4 separate regions of the Mus musculus genome follow, and all the other regions are linked to region 1. The links are chromatin contacts, called in public Hi-C and promoter capture Hi-C maps. All regions are on one chromosome and are shown on one strand. Each heading gives the region's core, a stretch centred on a gene start, on an enhancer-like site or on the middle of the called end of the contact. The rest is flanking DNA. Distances are from core to core; before and after follow the strand shown. Region 1 holds the start of Kptn (kaptin). Region 2 holds the start of Tomm40 (translocase of outer mitochondrial membrane 40). Region 3 holds the start of Rps5 (ribosomal protein S5). Region 4 holds the start of Ppp1r37 (protein phosphatase 1, regulatory subunit 37).

The links. Promoter capture Hi-C pulls out the DNA fragments that hold promoters and counts their contacts. A called contact is a pair of places that touch in the nucleus more often than the background predicts.
Region 2: a promoter capture Hi-C map of liver shows a contact between it and region 1, with 2.6 times the contacts expected there. The contact joins the promoter of Tomm40 here to the promoter of Kptn in region 1. A contact is called at or near these places in 3 of 39 promoter capture datasets (cranial neural crest, liver and second pharyngeal arch cranial neural crest).
Region 3: a contact with region 1 is called in a promoter capture Hi-C map of second pharyngeal arch cranial neural crest. The contact joins the promoter of Rps5 here to the promoter of Kptn in region 1. A contact is called at or near these places in 4 of 39 promoter capture datasets (cranial neural crest, frontonasal cranial neural crest, pre-B cells and 1 more).
Region 4: a Hi-C map of B cells shows a contact between it and region 1, with 5 read pairs. The contact joins the promoter of Ppp1r37 here to the promoter of Kptn in region 1. A contact is called at or near these places in 1 of 39 promoter capture datasets (cranial neural crest) and 1 of 484 Hi-C or Micro-C datasets (B cells).

What each region holds. Positions count from the first base shown.
Region 1 is chr7:16,117,801-16,121,153 of GRCm38.p6, reverse strand. It overlaps Kptn (kaptin), which reads right to left and starts at 1,278. Exons shown (of 12, transcript NM_133727.2): 1 at 973-1,278; 2 at 582-664; 3 at 358-442; 4 at 230-284. The coding sequence starts at 1,195. It overlaps Napa (N-ethylmaleimide sensitive fusion protein attachment protein alpha), which reads right to left. Exons shown (of 11, transcript NM_025898.4): 11 at 3,172-3,353.
Region 2 is chr7:19,713,034-19,716,866 of GRCm38.p6, reverse strand. It overlaps Tomm40 (translocase of outer mitochondrial membrane 40), which reads left to right and starts at 1,438. Exons shown (of 10, transcript NM_016871.2): 1 at 1,438-1,509; 2 at 1,608-1,886; 3 at 2,507-2,574; 4 at 3,106-3,198. The coding sequence starts at 1,613. Nectin2 (nectin cell adhesion molecule 2) reads left to right here. Exons shown (of 9, transcript NM_008990.3): 9 at 1-223. It overlaps Gm38955 (a long non-coding RNA gene), which reads right to left and starts at 1,403. Exons shown (of 2, transcript XR_881874.2): 1 at 878-1,403.
Region 3 is chr7:12,920,070-12,923,883 of GRCm38.p6, reverse strand. It overlaps Rps5 (ribosomal protein S5), which reads right to left and starts at 1,573. Exons shown (of 6, transcript NM_009095.2): 1 at 1,496-1,573; 2 at 803-911. The coding sequence starts at 910.
Region 4 is chr7:19,560,971-19,564,787 of GRCm38.p6, reverse strand. Ppp1r37 (protein phosphatase 1, regulatory subunit 37) reads left to right here and starts at 2,390. Exons shown (of 13, transcript NM_199149.3): 1 at 2,390-2,977. The coding sequence starts at 2,758.

The DNA.
Region 1 (3,353 bases), core at 29-2,528:
CTGAAAAGCACCACGAGAACCAGACTGGTGATGGCAGGTGTGTGGATTCCAGTCTGCTAAAGCTCAGTGAAACCCCACTTCCCGGCTATACTTCCCATCACCTTTTGGGCCCCTAACACTACCTGTTTCCAATCCTTAGTAGAGGAAAAGCCTTTTGTTTTCCAGATAGGGCAAAAGCCTCTGAGTGCAAGGAAAGGGTAGGAGAGCATGGGTGCCCAGGGTCACTCACTCTGCGTGGCACAGCTGGAAAGGTGTGAACTGGAGTTCCAAATTCAGGCAGCTCTCTGCAGAAGGACACAAGTTAAGCCCAGCAGCCCCTGGCAGCCCCAGCTACGCTCTCCCCTAAGCCCCACTCACCTGCAATAGAGTCCAGGTTGTACTCTGAGCCAGGCTCATAGTCACAGTAAATGTTAAGAAACGGACTGCCCTTGTCTCCTGAGTCCTGGGGGTGGAAACTTCTCTCAGGGGAGGTAGGGGAGGTGACAGGCATTTGGAGTAGATTCAGAGCACTTGAGAGAGACTTGGTGGGATCCACAGTGACTAAGGAGGAGGGCGTGGACAGGTGGAGGGTGCTGTGGTACCTTTATAAAAGTGATGCCCACAACCAGGCCCCGTTTTGGGGGTGACTTGTTGAAAGTGTCGATGGAGACGATCTCAGCATCCACTATGAGGGGAGTTCAAAGTTCACTGATTAGGCAGGTCTCCACTCTTGCAGCCTAACCACACTAACTTCATACCACAGCAGATGCAGGCGTCTGACCGCTATCATCATGACCTCTGAACACCGACTACTATGCTGTTGATAACTTATGTTTGCGGAATCCTGAACCCTAACTACTTTCAGGCCATGATGACCACTGTCTCGAACCCTAATGATTATCAGTTTTGACCCTGACCTCGCAACACAGTGACAATCTTAGAATCCTCAACACCAGACTCTAGTCCCGCCCCAGGCACCACAGCGCCACGCACCGGGAATGTAGTTGAATTGCAGCTCTTTAGCCACAGGCCGGATTTTCTGTCGGAGGTCTTGATAGCGGAAGCCGAGCACCTTGCCTTTAAGAGTGGCGGCCAGCAACTCCCCTCGCCCGTCCGCGCCTCCAGCAAGCCCGTACACGTTGCTTTGCGACGAGAAGCGCGTGAAGCTGTCCTCCAGCAGTGGACAAGGTCCCTCTGCCACGGCCGCCTCCCCCATCCTGGCCCTCCGCGATCGGTCCCAGATGGCCTGATGCTCCCCAACCTGTCAGGAAACCTCCACTAGCGCATACTGATGACGTCAAGAAGCTGCGGTTACTGCCCTCTACAAATATGGCGCTTGGTTCCTTGACTGGGCGGCCCAGACAAAATTGCCCTTCTGCAACTGAGTGTTCTGTCCTTGCCCATTTCGGAGCTATGGAGAGGGCCTTCCAGGATTTGAGATGGGGGAATGGAGGCGTCTCTGGGCCTCTCTGAAAGCAGTGTGTAAAGGAGAATAAGTATCACCCTGAACTGTGGGTGGGCACACACTCCTGTGAGTACAGCACTTGGGAAGTGGAGGCAGTCGCAGCAGTTTCAACCCTTCTACAAAGTTAGAGGCTAAGCTTAAGTAATAAGTAGTTTTCAGGCCCGTCGGTCTGCAGGAGACACTCCCAGCCCCCAACTTCTGTCTCTCTCTACACACACATGCACTCCTATAAATACACTCATTCTCCAACAAAAACTATCTGAACAACAAAACAATTATAAAACCTAATTACTACCCTTTTGGATAAGCACATTCGATCTGCCAATTTATTTAAACTCATAAGCAAGCTGAAGTGGAGGCACATATCTAAACTTTTTACTTTTAGAGACAGGATCTTACTCCATAGCCTTGGCTGAACCAATAATTTACAAATCAGGCTGGCAACAAACTTGTGACAATCCTCTTACCTCTGTATGCCACGTGCCAAGAACACAGGCGTGCCCTTCTAAAGTAGGTATTCTTAATATTTTTAAAACACTTATGTGTATGTTTCTGTATGGGCACATGTACCATGGCATGTGATCAGAGAACAACTCTGGGAGTCAGTTCCCTTCACCTTCTGGGTCTCAGCAATTGAACTGCTTAGGCATGGTAGCAAGCACCAGTATCTGCTGAGCCATCTTGCTGGCCCTAAGGTACTCTTGAATCTATTATATAGGCCAACTGAGTTAAGTAAATTCTTTAAGCAATATTATCTTTAAAACAGTAAAGTGTATTCTTGTACCAGGGAAAAGATCAGTTAACCTGTCCATCCTGATGGCAGAAGAGACTACCTGCTTTAGTGAACATTCATAGTGACAGTCTGCAGGACCCATGGCTACCTTGTCCACTCACACTGCTCCTGGTGCCATCACACCCTTTAGAGAGTCCCTCACAAACTTCTCACCAGAACTATGCAAAGAGCTTTACAAAGTTTGAGCCCGACGCTGAGGGAGAGCAGGATCTGGACTGAGGTTTCTGTGATGGAGGGCTTACCAGCCAGGTGCTATGAGGCCTTTCAGGGGGTCTGGATCTGCCACTTCAATCAACTCCAGCACCTGGGATGCATAGCCTCAGACACAAAGCAGGCTCCGTAGATATGCCAAAACCCTGCCGACTCTAGGCCAGATAGATGGCATAGGTGATAAGGATGCTTGCTATGCAAGCCTCACAGCAACCCAAGCCCAACCTGTGGAATCCATGGAAAAAGTCAGAGGAAGTGGTGCCTATCTGTAGTCCTAGTACTCCTTTGGAGAGATGGAGCTGGAAGCTCATGGGCCAGTTAACTTGAAGTACTAAGTACATTAGTAGAAAGAAGTCCCTGCCTTAACCCCACACACCTTTAATTCCAGTACACTGGAGGCGAGCCTAGTCTACAGCCAAAGCTACACGGTGTGTCCCTGTCTCAAGCAATACACACAAGACTCTGCTTCAATAAGGAGTTAAGGAGGACTGACAATGTCCTCGGACATTCTGGGCCATGGTGTATGAGCATAGACATACTTAGAAGCCTCCAACCATGTGGCAGGCCATCAGCCAGTATGTTGTTAGCACTGAGAACTTCCCCTGGGCAGTCTTTAGACATAGTGTGGCGAGGAGCTGAGCATTCCAGATTCCTGGGCAGTGAGCACAGTACCCCTGTGGACATCTAGCAGTGCTTCATGAACCATCCAGAATGAATGAGATGTGCAGGTTGGCATGGCCTCTCGTTTTTATTATTTGTGTATGTAATAGATGTATCTTGTGCATACCCATATACACAGGAAGACAGTTATCTGGTCATATTCTGTCACTCTTATTCCTTTGAGACAGGGTCCTTTTGTTGAAGCTGCTGCCAGGCTTCTGGCCACCAGGCTCTAGCAGTAGTCAC
Region 2 (3,833 bases), core at 189-2,688, 3.6 Mb before region 1:
GCCTTGCCACCCCAAGTTTGGGAGACTCTGCTCTTATCCTGAGGACTACTGAATTCTTTTAACCCCTACCCAGTGAGATGAGAACTACATATCCCTCTTTAGGGGATGGTGTGTGTATGTGTGTGTGATGGAGAATCTGGGCATCTGGGTTGGGAATTTTATTTTGTAAGCATTTCCTACATAATATGAGTTTCTACTTTGATAAAGTCTTGTGTTTTCTGTGAGATGTGAAGTGAGTGGGGTACAATGAGGCCTGAAGCTTGAAAGGCATCCGTGATCTGTAAGTCAACAGAGAATGGACTCCCCTCCCTCCCCAAAAAGTCAAAAAAAAATGCCCCAGAAATTAATGAGTCATAAGCAAAACCGCATCAACCAAAAGAAAAAACGGTAGGCATGCAAGAAGTGTCTAAGATCATGAGGCAAATACTATTTTCAATGAAGCCCCCAAGGCGTGATGGGTAATGGAGCTAAACGAATGAGCCAGAAGCAAAGTAAGAAACGAGGGCTGTAGGCGTAGTGGGTAGTCGCCAGAAGGTAAAAGATTCCAAGATAGTTCATTAGAGAAAGGCCGGAAGGATGGGAAACGTGAACAGGCAGACACGAGCTAAACCGAGCCAAGGGATTGAAGCTCAATGAATGGGGGAATGAATGCTGGGTAATGGGAAAGGAATGAATGGGCCAAAGATAGAAGCTACAGTGACGCAAGGAGCAGACGGCATGATGGGTAAAAAAATAAAAGGGGGTGGGGGGGTCAAGGCAGCTGCGGCGTTAAGGGAGAAAGCGGCATTGTGGGTAGGCAGAGGCCGGCAGGTTATCCCAGAACTGGTTTGAAACCTTCCCGAGGCACTGTGGGAAGGGGCAGCACTTCCGGCTTTACCGTCGGGGACCCTGCCTCTCCACCGCGGTGCCTGTCGGGACGCGAGACCTGACCTTGCTGCCTAGCAGCGTCTGCAGCGCAACGCACCTCTACTGATGTCCCCTGACCCTGGCGCATTGGCCAATGAGAGACCTAGCACGCACGTCACCATGGCCGGCCCATTAGACATACTGTAGCCAATTAGAATGTGAGTTGAGCCAAGGTCCACCAATAGTCAAGGCATTTTCTGGGGCGGGTCTCCGCGCCTCCAAAAGGAGGGCGGGGCAATGAGCAGGTAGGCGTGTCAATGCGTGTGCTATCGACAAATAGCGAACTAGCTCCAGCCCCGCGGCGTCGCGAACCAATGAACTTGGGATACACGAGCCAATAGGAAGGTAGAGGAAGCTGCACTGACTGATTTCGACTAGGAACCAATAGGAGTAGGGCTTCAACAGAAGGGTGGAACTTCCTGCTAATTCTCCAATAGAATGTCTTTCTTCTAGGGCGGTGGGCGGATCTCGGAGGACACCGAACCAATAGAATCCATGGGGCGGGAAAACAGCGGTGGCGGCGGCGGCAGCGGGTTCGGTTGCGCTTAGCGCACGGGGTAGGAGCGGAGCCCAGGCCGGGAAGAGGAGCCGCCGCGGCCGCCAGTGAGAGCCGAGTCCGCTTTGGGTGGGAAGGGCCTGGGGTTGCATCCGGGGGTGTGCGTGTCGCCCCGATCCCTGCCCTCTGACCTTTCCCCTCGCAGATACCATGGGGAACGTGTTGGCTGCCAGCTCTCCGCCCGCAGGGCCACCGCCGCCTCCTACGCCGTCCCTCGTGGGGCTCCCGCCGCCGCCTCCTTCGCCGCCAGGCTTCACTCTGCCGCCGCTCGGCGGCGGCCTGGGCACTGGGTCAAGCACTGGCCGTGGTTCGGAACGGACTCCCGGGGCTGCGGCCAGCGGCGCTGCGGCGGCCTCGGAAGATGGGAGCTGCGGATGCCTGCCCAACCCGGGGACGTTCGAGGAGTGCCACCGGAAGTGCAAGGGTGAGGGGCGCCAGGCCCGAGTAGCCCCAGGGAAAGGGAAGGGACCCCCCGGAGGATTGGCGCACATCGTTGCAATCATTAAACAGAACGTTGGAAGCTGATGATGGATTGGAAGGGTGGGACCTTGAACTTGGGGCTCGAAACTGCGATCAGATGATGAACTCGTTGGGGAAGAATGCCACAGCAGGAGGGAGAAGTCTTAGGGTACTGAGAGCCAGGGGACCAACCCCACCAAGATTCAGGAGTGTGATCAGGAAGGGAATTATAGTCCAAGGTCACGGTGTCAAGAGGTTTTCCCCAATGTTCCTGTGAGGGGTTCGACCCAAGGATCCTAGCCTAGGATCTTTTGACAATTTGATCATAAGAGGGAGGACATTCTTACTCTCGATAGTTAAGTGTGTTAACTTACTAAATACTGAGGACAGTTCTGTGTGGTGAGAACTGTAAGCATGAGAAGTTAGGCAGGAGAGTGAATTTCCTAAGTTGAGGTGACTGCACTGGGTTTAAAATGTGCAAAGGGCCAAGGTTCCTCTAGTGGTGGAATTAGTGAGATAAGAGTTTGTGAAGAGAGCTTGGGATGGGAGAAGAATCTGGGGTATGACAGCATCTCTCTTCTGCAGAGCTGTTTCCAGTTCAGATGGAAGGTGTCAAACTTACAGTCAACAAAGGGTTGAGCAACCGTTTCCAGGTGAGCCTTTCTGGTGCCTTGACCCTCCAGAGGTCACAACAGCGATACTCCTCCATGCATACAGATCCCCTCACTCTTAAAGGCTTGGGGTTTTTGGTAGGTAGCAAGATTCAGATAGCACTCCAATGGCACCACTGGCCAGGGCAGAGGTGGGAAGATCGTACTCCCAAGACCAGACCAGCATGCATCAAAAGACCCTATATCAAAACATAAAAGACAAACTAACAGGAAGACTCAAGAATTCCAGGGTGACTACTTGGGGCCTGGGGGAGTTAGGGTTTAGGAATCCATAATTCTTACCCTACAAAGTCAAGTAGGAGTGGAAACGGTGAGTGTGGCGCCCACCCCAGCACCACTTTCTCACTAGAAACCTTTAATCTCGTCAGGTCAGGCCTGGTGTTTTGTTGGATCCCTGGGCATTGATGCTGCTAGTCGTGGCCTGACACCCGGTGTTCACTCCCCATCTCCACATCTCTAGTTTGCATCCCCCAGCTATCGCCAAGACCCCCACCACCTACTCTTTTCTCCCAGGTGACCCACACAGTAGCCCTCGGCACAATTGGGGAGTCCAACTACCACTTTGGGGTCACATACGTGGGGACGAAGCAGCTGAGTCCCACAGAGGTAAGATTTCTTCAGTCATTCTAACATCTGTTAAGGAAATCCAGTGGCCAGGTGACAGACTCAAGGGGGCTATGAAGGGAAGGAGGTGAGCAAGTGAGCAGCCAAGGTGTTGGGACATGGGTGATTCCTTCCTGCAGTAATATCCCTAACATACTGTTCTTTATCTCATCCTGGGGGTGAGGGGCTGGGTTTGGGGACAACTTAGTGATGACCTGGATGCTTGAACCAGATAGAGCACCTGGAATGTCAAGATTTTTTCTTGGGTGTTCTCTAGGGGGTGCTAGAGAGCCACAGAAATTTGGCGAGGGAGATGGGTCAGATGGGTGCTTCAGGTATGTTCCTCGGGATGGAGAGAAGGGGTGTGGAGCTGGTGGGAGCGGGAGGTAGAGGTCTGAGCTACAGCTCTCCTCGTGCTCCCTGTGGGGTTTTGTTTGTGTTTGGAGATACTGACCTGTGGCAGAGGATGATCTTAACCTGTCAGTTCTCCTGCCTTTGCCTCCCCTAAGTGCTGCCATTGCAGGCCTAAGTCCTCATTCTTGGTTTTATCTGGTGCTGGAACTCAAACCTGGACATACTAGACAAGCATTCTCACTGACTGATACGTCCTTAGCAGGTTTTTTTGTGTGGAGTAAGCA
Region 3 (3,814 bases), core at 324-2,823, 3.2 Mb after region 1:
GACATACTTTAATTCCTTTGAACAAAATAGACAACTGGGCCGAAAGATATAGCTGAGTTGGTAGGGTGCTTGCTTTGTAAAAAGCCCTGGGTTCAATGTCAAGTAGTGGGATAAACTTGGAATGGTGATATATACCTTCAATCCCAGCACTCGGGACAGAATGCAGATATTAGCTTTTTCCACTAGACAGGGTTTCAGGCCAGTCTCAGCTATATGAGATTACCTCAAAATGGGTTATGAGGGCAAAGCAAATAGCTCCCATACTAACTTAGCCATAACAGTACCCATAGCCAACTGACATTTTTCAGGGGAGGGCAGCAGGGAACATTCATAGCACCAACTGGTCTCATACTCAAATTCCTCTTGCTGTAGGCTGATAGCAGCTTACCAACTGCTTTTGACAAGGGTGCCAACATGGTTCAGTTGACTAAAGCCATCTTTTCAATTGATACCCACTAACTGAATATACAAACGAAAGGGGACATCAAGTCAGGTGTAGTGGCACATGGGAGACAGAGGCAAGATCTCAAAGAGCTCCAGGCAGCCAGCAAGGGCTACACAGCAAGACCCTGACTCTGTCTCAAGAGACACACGATTAGAAAAATACGGGATAAAAACCACACTCTAACATCTTTTAGTGCCAGTTTGTATTAGGCGTGGGTGTAGCTGTCCAGTTATTGCTCTTCTACCTGTCTTGTACATCCACTGGTTGTTTTATGCCCTTTTCTGAACTAGAAGCTCATCCACACCTGGTCTCAATTAAAAAAATCATCACAAAGAACAATCATTAAGTTCCTTTTACCTGCAGAGAAATATCGTTGATCTGCACGTCATCAGTGCTCCATTTCCCAAAGAGCTTGATGTCAGGGGTCTCTGCCACCGCTGGTGTGGCTGCTTCCCACTCAGTCATCCTGGGGACAGGAGAATGGCAAGAAACCGTTACTGCCTAGACATGCTGGAGCAGTCACTCTGACCCCAAACTCTTCAGACGAACTCTCACTTTGTGGCAAACTGGGACATGAAGGGGAGACCCAGAAAGCTTTGAACAGCTCTCCAAACCCAGGAAAACCACTCAGGATTCTAAAGTAACTCGGCAGTCACCCCGCTAATCAGCTGGTACATGGACCACAGTATGATGGTTCATGAAGCCGTATACTCATCAGCTCCCATCAGATTTCCGTTGTGCACTTAGAACGTGTACTGAGCAAAAGAGTCATCACAAAACTAAGCAAACCTAGATTTATGTTTATGGTATATGACCCAAGTGATTTCCCTGGAGTCCCGTGTGTGCAAAGTATGAAGTCAAAACAGTGCAAACAAGAGGCGAAGACTAACTCGGCCCGTGCCGAGTTTCCCTAGGCACCCTTTTTCGCAGAGAAACGGTGAGATCCAAGCGGTCACGCCCAGGCTTCAGGTTCGGCCTCCGGCCCCCCAGATGTGCCTTAGAACACTCATGGTCACCTCTTCTGAACTCCGTGTCCCTCCGCAGCCTCACCTGAGGGCGCAGACTGGGCTTCTCAGTCGCTCGGCGTGGACCACGCGCCGCCCTGATACAGACAGGAAGAGGCCGCGCGCAGCGGACTAGCGCTTTTATGCAAAGCGAAAACTTCCGGGTCAGAGGTAGAGACGCACGCGCAGATGAAAACAGCGTGCTCACCAACCAATCAAGCGCTAGGATGAGAGGCGCCCTTTGAGCCGGGTAAAGCATGCGCACTTTTAGAAACAGCGCCACGCCCGTCTTCTGGCGGACCTCTGAAGTACTAGCTAGGCTTCTGAGTCGGCGCACATGCGCAGAAACTTTGGTGAGACCGACGCCGCCATATCTAAGTAGTGCTGACGTCCAGTCCACGCTCTCCGTAATTAGGCTGCAAAACCCAGGAACCATGGACGGTGGATTCTTAGCTAGGGCAACCAGCTCGGCTCACATTTTCTCACCAAAATAATGGAGTCGGGTCCTGTGGTTACCACCGATCCGGGTTCACAAGCACGGGCCCCACCCTCTCCCCTCCCGCAAGCCATGCTCGGCGGGTCCCAGGCTTCCGGTATGGGATCACTTCCTTTTTAATCACTCTGGCCACGCTTGTCTGGGCTTTTTTTCCTCAGGTTCAATCGCGGACAGTAGATTCCGACCGCCATTCGTGAACCTCCCCGGGGAGGGATACATAGAGGGGAGTCCTGGAGGGGTTGGCAGCCCGGGGATCTCCTAGGTGACTTACTTATCTGAGATCCCAGTGATTTGGTACTAATAAGGGAGAGACCTTGCCAGCAGGTTCACCCCCAGGGGTGGGTTTGTTTGTTTGTTTGTTTTGGAGACAGGGTTTCTCCTTGTAGCACCGGCTGTCCAGGAACTCGCTCTTTAGACCAGGCTGATTCATCTGCCTCTGCTCCTCCCAACTGCTGGGATGAAACATAAGGAGAGGAGGGAGGGGAGAGGAGAGAAGAGGAAAGAGGGAGGGAGGGAGGGAGGGAGGGAGAGAGAAGAGAAGAGAGAGAAGAGAGGAAAGGTGTCAGCAAACATAAGGAGAGGAGGGAGAGAAGAGGAAAGAGGGAGGGAGGGAGAGAGAAGAGAAGAGAGAGAAGAGAGGAAAGGTGTCAACAAACATAAGGAGAGAAGGGAGGGGAGAGGAGAGAAGAGGAAAGAGGGAGGGAGGGAGGGAGAGAGAAGAGAAGAGAGAAGAGAGGAAAGGTGTCAACAAACATAAGGAGAGAAGGGAAGGGAGAGGAGAGAAGAGGAAAGAGGGAGGGAGGGAGGGAGAGAGAAGAGAAGAGAGAAGAGAGGAAAGGTGTCAACAAACATAAGGAGAGAAGGGAAGGGAGAGGAGAGAAGAGGAAAGAGGGAGGGAGGGAGAGAGAGAGAAGAGAAGAGAGGAAAGGTGTCAACAAACATAAGGAGAGAAGGGAGGGGAGAGGAGAGAAGAGGAAAGAGGGAGGGAGAGAGAGAGAAGAGAGATTCTCACCCCGTTTTCTTCTCTATATCTCAGTTCATACCTTGTGTGTGTGGAGGGAGGGAAAACTGGGATTTCGGGAATCTTACCTAATTTTATCGTTGTTGTTGGGGGTATCACCCTACTTATCTTTGAAAGCTGACATTGCACTACAGTGATTGATAATGGATGTTTTTATAGACTCCGTATTACCTACTAGGTGACAGAGGGCAGATGAGGGGCTCCTGAATATGGGCCATAGGTTAAGAGAAATGCTGTAGCCGGGCAGTGGTGGTGCACGTCTTTAATCCCAGCACATGGGAGGCAGAGACAGGCGGATTTCTGAGTTCGAGGCCAGCCTGGTCTACAGAGTGAGTTCCAGGACAGCCAGGGCTACACAGAGAAACCCTGTCTCGAAAACCCAAAAAAAAAAAAAAAAAAAAAAAAAAAAAAAGAGAAATGCTGCAGAAATTGATTTGCACAGATAAAATTAAGTTTGCTTACCAGCATTTGGGAGCTGGAAGCAGGAGGACCAGAAGTTCGGGGCCACCTTCCACTCCATAGTGAGTTTATGACCAGTTTGGGCTACATAAGATTCTACCACAAACAAAAACAAACAAACAAACTCCCAACCAAAACCAATAGCATTGTTATTAGTATTTTGAGACAAAGTCCGATTATGTAGTCATGGCTGGCTTTCAAATTGCTCTTTAGACCAGGCTGACCTTGAACTCATTGATCTGCCTGACTCTGGCTCTCTAGAGTTGTGATTAAAGGAATGCATCGTTACAATCAGCACCCTTAAAATTCTTTAAAAAAAATTTTTCCCCGTAAGTAAAGCATGTGTACATGGGGTCTAAGAAGGCCAGAAAAATGTGATAGATCCTTTG
Region 4 (3,817 bases), core at 1,141-3,640, 3.4 Mb before region 1:
CAAAGAAATCATCATCTAGAGAAATCTGGCTCTGGCTTTCCTTTTCATTTATTATTTTATATATATGGGTGGTTTGCTTACATGGGTGACCATACCACATGCATGCAGTGATGGCTGAGGCCAGAAGAGGGCACCAGGTCCAATGAAACTAGTAAGAGATAGTTGTGAGCCGCCATGTGGGTGCTGGGAATTGTTTGTGGGTGCACTGCAAGATCAGCCAGTGCACTTAATGGGCTGAGCCATCTTCTCACCACACCCCAACCTTTTTTAAAAGACAGGATCCGGCTGTGTAGCCCAGGCAGGCTTGGAATTCACAATCCTCCTGCCTCAGCCACCCGAGTGCTGGATTACTTACAGGTCAGGCCACCATACTCAGCTTTTCTGCTTCTCTCTTTAGTTGTATCCCATGGAGAGTGGTGCCATGCTTAACATTTCTTTGTTTTAAAATTTTTAAATGGAGGTGTTTATGTCTGTGTGCCATGGGAGTGTGGGTGCACACGGAGACCAGAAAAAGATAGGCAGTCAGCAAAGCTAGGGTTACAGGTGCTTGTGAACTATGGGTGCTGAGAGCAGAATTCAGGCCCTCTGGAACGGAGTTGCTGAGCTGTCTTCCCACCCTCTGCTGTAGTCTTTAAAAGTTAGTAGTGTAGCTATCTCAGGCTAAAACTTGTGGGGCTTATCTAAGCAATGAAGCTGAGGCGTCCAGATAAAAGTATAGGGCTTGCACTGCTCCTGGCATCCTCCCCAAATGGCTGACATTCATCTCTGCATAAGAAATTGACCCGAGGTGGGCAAGGATGGCTTTTTACTAGAAAAGGCCTAGACAGGGCCTTGGCTTACACTAGGTTTCAAGGTTCCCTCTTGGTGATGTGGTCCACTGCAGTCACCTGCAGGTTTGTCTTCCCACGGAGGGGACTGGGAGTGGTGGTGGTGGTCACACTTGTGTGCCAGTGCCGTGCCAGTGCCCGGGAGCAAATGCTGCAGGTTGGTGGTTAGCGTTGAAGTTTTACCCTTCCTCAGTTTGCTCTAGCCGTCTAGTGAGGGAGTCTGTGTCCCCTGTTTCAGCCCCTTGTCACTAGAAATCTTTCAGTACATGATATCTGGAAGCAGTTCCTAGCTAAGCACAGTGACCCAAGTCTGTAATCCCAGCATTTGGTGTGGGGAAGGGGGTGTAGAGGCAGGAGGAGCCAGAGATAAAGCCTGTCTTTCCTACATGGCAAGTCAGCGGGCAGCCTGGATTACATGAGAACCAGTAAAACCAAACAAAACCCAACCCTCCCCCCCCAAACAAAGCCCACTTAATGCCTTTTGGAGTTCAGAATGTAACTGAAGGTTTGCATTAATTATAGGGGCTTTTGGTACTTCTCAGTCTCCAAAGTGTGCTAACCCCCAACTGTGAAGAGGAAAGCAGCTACCCTTAGCAGTGGTCTCAGTTATCAGTTCACACTGGAGCCTCCCTCCAGTTCCAGCCTAGCTCTCTACTTGGCAATGCTGTGCTCGACCCTCCTCAAATCCCGTTCTGTGGTTTCAGTCCCTGTGCCAGTGGGCTTTAATGAGCTGAGAAGGAAAAGCGAAAGTGCCCAGATGAATCCTGAGCTTTGGAATCGACCCCTTGGAGGTGTGGCTTAGGCTCGCTCAGGTTTGGTCAGCTGGTTCATCCCGAGCCTTTGGAATTCCTGCTCCCAGTTTTTGTTTTGTTTTGTTTTTATAGCAGGTTCATGAATACCTAGCAGACTCGTCTAATATTGTAATTTACATTTGATACAATTTTGACGAAAATTGTGCTAAAGTGTGCTCTTCTGTCGCTTCTGTCACTTGTACGTACTCATCCGATATTCAGCTTGGCTCTCAGCTCTCAGCACCTCCATCACTTTATCCTGCTCCCAGTACTTGGCTTAGCCCCACCAGGGTCTCCTGCTGTAGCACCTGCTTGTCTGAGGCTCCCTTTGTAATCCAGCCTAGCCTCGAATTCGCAACCTCCTCCTTCAGCCTCTCCAAGGCTCGGTTCACAAGGCGAGTCACTACCATGTCCAGCAAGTGGTTTTTTAATTAATATCTGATCCGTATTTTATATTTTAAGTTACTCATTTCTTGTAGACGCGTAGAAATCAGAGGACAATTTTGTGGAGGCGATTCTTCTATTTTTACGAACTCAGACGGCTTTAGCCGCTGACAGCCCTCTCGCAGGCCGCGGTTATAGGATTTGTATTGAATCCTTTCCCGAATTACTTGGGCTTGTGACGAATGTGCGGGAGCCTGACTGTTGACAGCTTGGCTTGTGGGGGGCGGGAGGGGGCGGCTAGAACTCGCGCATGCGCGGCGCTCCGGGAGACAGCGTTCATAGGCCCCGCCTCTGTGTTCTGCAGTTTGGCTCTGCAGATTCGCCGGTCACGTTTCTTTTTTCCGCGGAGCTTACTGTTCTTTGTTCCGGTCTTCCTGTCGTCCTCGACACGGTTTTTTTTCAGAGCAAAAGCTTGAGTCGGTGCTATGCTTTTCTCGGTACGCAGCGGGCCCTTCGGCTTGTAGCGAAAGTGTGGCTGCGGAAGAGCAGGTACTCGCGGAGCTCGGCGGAGGCGCGTTGGGGCTCCCGGCGACTGCGACGACGACGACGACGACGACGACGAACGGAGCGGACGGAGGCGGCGCTTGAGGCAGCGGCGAAGCCCATGCCCCGGAACGGCGGGAGGACCCGGAGAGACGAGTCCGGGGCCCGGGGCATGTCCCCGGGGCCCCCGTGAGGAGGAGGAGGCGGCGGCGATGGAGATCCCGCCGCAGGAGGCTCCGCCCGGGCCGGGCGCGGACGCCGACGCGGACGCGGAGGCCGAGACCGAGGAGGCCTCCGCCGAAGCTGAGTCTCCTACCGGGACCTCGCCCCCGGCCGATGGCCGCCTTAAGGCTGCTGCCAAGCGTGTCACGTTCCCATCTGACGAGGACATCGTGTCTGGAGCGGTGGAGCCCAAAGACCCCTGGAGACACGGTAGCTTTGGCGAGGGTTGCGGGGGAGAGCCTAGAGGCGGGTGGGACCGCCATAGGGCCGACCCCCACGGAGGTGGCCCGCGGCAAATGGTACTTATTGGTGATTTCAACGGTGCCTAGGTTAGAGCTGGAGGCAGAGAGGGGTTGGCGGGAGAGCTGGAAAGGTCCACAGGACTGGGTTTTCAAAGCCTAACCTTGTTTGGGAGTTTGGGAGGCTGGCAGCCAGCCTTTGAGTTCATGGTACACTCAGGGATAGATGAAGAGAGCCTGGTTATAGTATTGGGGGAAAGGTAAGTGCCTGAGTCCACGGGATGGTGAGAGCGAAGCAGCTGGTCTGTAAACCAGGAGGCAAAGCGTAGCCGGCTATGGCCATTGCTCTTTTGGCTGAAACGAGGACGGAAATAAACCCAGACTGTACAGAAGTTTGTAAACCCTCCGACTGGGAAAGGAGGGTCAGAGGCAGCAGGTAGTAAAGCAGAGGACGAGGTGGCCAGTTTGCCTGTGTGCGAGGAATTCCGCAGTAAGGTTCGGCAGCAGAACGCGGAGCCCGCTTTTACCAGGGTTTACCTGGGGAAGGACTCGGCAGTATTCCCTACTCAACAGAAGGTGACTTACATGTTGGGAGATGGGAAGATCTAAGATCTAGGCCTGTTGGTGGGGAGGTGGAACTGGACGGGCACTTGGAGGAGTGCATTGGCTTTGATGGCTTTGAAAGGGAAAAGGTTGCTGGGGAGATGGACACAGGCTAATCCCATTTCTGAGCTGAATTGTGTTTTGCTTGGGTGGAGCCTGTGAAGTGAGGTCACCCACTGGCCGTGTTCTATGGAAGCTAACCTGCTTG